Linked DNA regions of Bombyx mori: region 1 is linked to region 2. A link is a contact called in public Hi-C data. All regions are on one chromosome and are shown on one strand. Each heading gives the region's core, a stretch centred on a gene start, on an enhancer-like site or on the middle of the called end of the contact. The rest is flanking DNA. Distances are from core to core; before and after follow the strand shown.

Evidence for each region. A called contact is a pair of places that touch in the nucleus more often than the background predicts.
Region 1: a Hi-C map of posterior silk gland shows a contact between it and region 2, with 1.6 times the contacts expected there. The contact joins two enhancer-like sites. A contact is called at or near these places in 2 of 7 Hi-C or Micro-C datasets (posterior silk gland and whole pupa).

What each region holds. Positions count from the first base shown.
Region 1 is chr18:4,390,611-4,393,310 of ASM3026992v2, forward strand. All of the region lies in intron 1 of LOC101741393, which reads right to left. Among protein-coding and RNA genes, the nearest start is that of LOC105841974, 10 kb to the right of the region's middle. Within about 2 kb of position 1,376, at least 3 of the 8 cell types and tissues checked have open chromatin away from gene starts, as enhancers often do.
Region 2 is chr18:4,334,339-4,337,038 of ASM3026992v2, forward strand. The region is part of intron 2 of LOC101741393; the gene reads right to left. Among protein-coding and RNA genes, the nearest start is that of LOC119629860, 29 kb to the left of the region's middle. Within about 2 kb of position 1,408, at least 5 of the 8 cell types and tissues checked have open chromatin away from gene starts, as enhancers often do.

The DNA.
Region 1 (2,700 bases), core at 126-2,625, 56 kb after region 2:
ATACAAACAAACAAACAAATCTTTCCTCTTTATAATATTAGTATAGAAATATAGATAAAAACCGTTTTATACAGCATCCGTTCGGTAACATACCACTCAAAATACAGAGTTTATCATTGTAATCAGGGTACAATGAAGGCCACATCACACATTTGTCCCGTGACCAGATATTATCAAAAAACCCGGGACCCTCCGTTCACAGAGGTTCGATCTGGAGACTCGTTTGTCAAAAATGAAAAAGGGTACCCTTGACAAAATAGGCCAGCTTTTTAAAGGGAAGTTTCAAGATACTTTACGCTTTACGAAGAACATATTTCTCAAAACCGACAAAAGAAAAATGTACTCTAATTCGTTATGCAGTTTAACAACGTTGTTACCTTTTTTTTCCTACTTAAGCTGATGGATTTGAGAGACCATATCAGCGTTACCTTAACTCATACGTGAGCTCACGGGGCTCAAACCTGACGATGTTGCTAACACGAACCCTAGCAAGAACCGTGCTTCGCAGAATCTATCCCTCGTATCGGAAACGCGACCCACTGAGAAGATCCGGCGAGAAACTCAGTGGGCCTGTGGTGTCTGTGGGTTAATTTACTCGCCGAGCCCTTCGTCGCAAGCGACGGGTTCGACGAGAACGATGACCGGTGCTTGGGGTACCTAAAAGCATCGTTTGTGCATCGGGAGGAACCGAATTGACGTGTTTGAGTAACGTCGACCATTTGGTCCGCAGGATCGGCTATGTAGTTTCCGGCTGCTACGATGAGAGGATTCTCATGTCGTGCCGCTTTATCGAAGTGGTTTTGTTAACGTTGTGGAAGCTTATCTACCCGCTACCATAAAAAAAAAAACAAATCAGTCCGTCTGTTAAATTCGCAATTAATGGTAAATATAAAACAATATAAGAATTATAAAACAAGATATTATTGATTAGAATACAATATTGTTCGATTTTTAAAATCTACTATTTTTTGCGGGTAGTCAACCGCTGCCTATAAGAGCCAGTGCGGAAAGGTCTCCTACATTTTGTGATTCGGTTTGACATGGTGTGATTTGTAAGCGCTGTTTTACTCTTTGATTTGTTCCTGGACTTTATTCTAATTGACAGAATTGTATTTCGAACATAAGGTCTGAGTGTAAAAAAACCTTATTGTTATAGATTGTTTAATGAGGTCCCTTTTAGGGGGTAATTGATATTTTTTAACAACTTTCCACGTCTGACCTAAATATATTGTAAAGTGTTAAGAACATTATCGTCGTCAAATAAATTGTACATACCTTTCCCTTAACACGCGTTGACATAACCTGAAAGGAAGCAGGTGGACAGCTAAGAGGGTCGATGAATTATAACTCGTCTAACAATACAAGAGCCGGCGCAATTATGGGAAACCTTACAAAACCGGGTCTCGCATTGTTGGGCGCGGTTTCGCCTCGAGGACAGATGTGTAAATGCATTCACGTTTTAGCAAGCAGCTTTTTAATGGAAGGAGTCCACTTTACACACGCTGTTGCGTGAACGTAATCGAGTTATGTAATAAACGAAAAATAGATTGTACACAGATGTGTAATTCAATAAGTCTTAGCTTAGAATATATCCTAGCTTAAAAGTGAAGACGCCCGGTGTAGTCGTATAGACCGATGCGAGCAGGCCGGACCTGTCCTGGTGAAACTGGAAAGGCCTCCGGGCCACCAGTAATCCTTCAATCCTATAAAAAAAAAGTTCAAATCACGCGGGGAGGTACCGATTGGTCTTCGGAAATACACACTTAATATGTGCTTCGAAAGATTTCCAAGATGACGAAATAACATCGTGAAACTAAAATTAAAAAGTCGCAAAAAGTTGCGTAATTATTAGTGGTAGATAGATACACTGTAAGCCCGCATAAGGGGGTACCACCATCTGGCCAATTTCAACAGCGAAGCAATCTCGGATTCCTGTTCGAAAGGTGTGACTGGATAACCGTTATAAGTCAATGGATACTCCAATCTCATGTTTCAGGGTGGGTGGCGACACTTACATGAACTGGACCGTGAGCTGATTCACCGATATCTATCTATACCTAGTCAGGTCATAAATTCTGTCACAAGTGTAATGTAAAATAATTGTAACAAGTTTATTCATTATGTAACCATTCATATACCAAAATGAACTTAACAAAACATAGATTCTTATGACACTAAAGTTTATTCAAAATGACCTCCGTGATTTTGAATACAGGCCTTCAATCTGCGCGGCCAGTCGTCTATCGCGGCGGCTGCCTTAATCAAGGATGTCTTGAGTGACTCCAAATTGGGATGAGGCTTTGAGCACGCCTTTTCCTCCAAGTGTTACCATATCTTGTAATCTAACGGATTCAAATCTGGACTGGAGGAGGGCCAGTCTTCGTGCCGGATGAAGTCGATTTCACGCGCCGCCAGCCAGTCTTGTGTGCTCTTCGCTCTATGAGCTGGCGCCGAATCTTGTTGGAATACCCAGTGCCTGTTATTGAACATGGTATGAGAAACAGGTTCCACAAGGTTCGTCAGGACTATATTTTGATACACGACTGCATTCGTTTTTACACCTTTCTCACAAAAATGTACCTACCTCTGTTAAGCCCCAATAAGAAACTCCCAACCATACCATGAGCGAGGATGGAAAATGACCTCGTTGGACACGCGGAATACGGTTGCTCGCTTCTTCACTACTGTGTGCGTACACCT
Region 2 (2,700 bases), core at 158-2,657:
AAAACTTAACATTCCTTATTAAAACTTCCAATTGTTGCCACGTTGAAACGAGACGACTTTTTGTTAATATGCATATTTTATTGTATTTTTTTTTCCTTTTTATTTTTTTTACTTATCCACATCACTGTACAAAAACCGCATATAAAGTGGCATATCGATAGGGTTAGTTCCCCTAATGGCGGCATAAATAATCATGTCGAGATCTTATCAGAGGAAAATACGACGCCGCGCCGGGAAATAGTTTCCAGGCGTTGCCCACCGCTGGGAATTCTAATTAGGACGTTTGTTATGCGAATCGAAAAAATGCAGTGAACCGTTCAAAGGAATTTAATTAATTGAAAATGCCTCAACATCGGTGCAGATGTAGTTAGAATATGTATGTATTGGTTTTGAAGCGTGACTATTTTTATATTACTTATATATTCTCCAGTACACAAAAACTCACACATGTTATATTATAATCATAAATAATAACAATAATAACTGGGAACAAGTCACGGCCCCAAATTAGGATTCCCGGGCACAAGTGACTGAAATACATACTTACATACGTTTAAATATATACTTACATATACATATTTTTTTTATTGCTTATATGTGTGAACGAGCTCACAGCCCACCAGGTAATAAGTGGCTATTGGAGCCCATAGGCATCTATAACGTAAATGCGCCACACACCTTGAGATATAAGTTCTAGGGTCTCAGTATACTTACAACGGCTGCCCCGCCTTTCAAACCAATCTACATCTACATCTAAATACATCCATATCTACATCTAAATAAATCCATAAAAACAACAACATATTATTATTGTGTAGAAGCCGTAAAATATTCTAATCACGCCATATAAAACATGAAGCGTACAAAACTATGTCAATTACGCGCCAAAATAATAGCAACATAACAGAAGGTACTAATTCCATTTAGTTAATTAAAAAACGGCTGAAAGCTCTACTTTTTTATATGTCCAATGTGCCATATCTAATGGCATTTATTTACCAAGCGTCCGCCAATGCGGGCGTAGATGAATTAACACAAAGCGATTGATATCCGCATGTTGGTCAATAAGACAAGTACTAATGGCCAATGTAGGCGAGTATCTGTGAAGCTTGTGGCTCAACTTGCTGAATGGAGGCGAGGTCCTTTATTTTGTCCAGAAGAACCGACGCTGTTTCGAATTTAGATCCTCCTCCTCGCGTCGTTTCCTCACTGCTGAGGGTCGTGACCATTATAAGTCGACAAGATTTTGCTCCTTGTAATGTCCCGCCAGCGCCTCCGATCATTGGCCGAATTTAGATAAGCGGTGACAAAAAAACGAAGTTGTGGCCACTAAGGGAACAGCTCCGGCCAAAGTTAGCAACGTCCAACTTTAGCCAATTAGTTGTCCATACGTTGGCGTACTTTGTGCGTTGTTGGAACAAGCTATCGTTCGCGAGCTGCGAACGCTCAATGCGGACATAACAATTGGCTGGAACGTGAATGCGAGATAGGCTCCAGAACAAAAGACTTTTGATTACAATACTGCGTCTCGCAAATGCATTTTTTATGTAACATGAACTACACGGACGTATTCAAAGTTTTTGTATATCTATATATTAATACGTGAAGCAAAAACTTTGTATCCCTTTTTACGAAAATTGCGCGGACGGAGGAGTATGAAATTTTCTACACTTATAGAGAACAAAGAGAAGAAGTGCACAACGCTAAATTTTTTTTTTTTTTTAAATAATGCGTAAAAGATACATTAAATCAATAAAGAAAACATTACACACACTACATACCATTCATTTGACGCACACATGCATGCATACTATTTATTGTCAAACTTTTGTTCTTGACGTCTGTGGTCAAATTGAGAATAGATTAAATATTGTTTGTCTTTATTCATATTTTTATATAGCCTTGTAGCCTTGGCGAAATTTCTGATTATAGAAGTATAAAATACAATCATAATAGTGTACAAACTTACAATTCCAATTAATTATAGTCGAATTTCGACTACTGCGGGACCTCTAGTACATTTGAGATGTCTGATCGTCATTATTTCTAAATATTTATAATAAATGTATTGCAAGTAGTGTATTGTAATTTCAATTACTTTTCATTGTTAATGTGGGCAGAGAACTTTATGCAGTGAAGTGTACTAGAAGCATTTCTGAAGGCGAATCTAGATTCGCTGATGCGGTCTCACTATACGTAACATCATCCGCCAAAAACTATAACACGTTATCCGACAATACAGAATTCATGAGAGTTAAATTGTTAATTCGAATCTTAAATAAAGGGTCTGACAGCAACCGAATTAGGTCCATGAATAAAATCCTTTAAACCCTTGAAAATAATCCCGAAAAAGGACGTTTTAATCTAACATCAGCGACTGAACCCGGCAAACTCGTTTCTATTCAGTGAAGAACGTGCGGTAAACCCAATTTAAGCGATTGAATGAAGGGCGTGTTTTAAACAACAAAACGGCAAAGATTCATTACGCATCCACATTTCTAATCACCAGTCAGAGGCAGGGATCTCTTGATAATACAAAAAACCGTAGACTTAGCTGCTTACGATGTGGCACTTTCTCTTTATTTTTCGTTTTTAAATGAAAAAAAAAACACGTGTGGCACTCCGGGACTGGCGGGATAAAGCTATCGCATAGCATTTTTTATCAACTTATAATATCCAACTATAATTAGACAATAATAA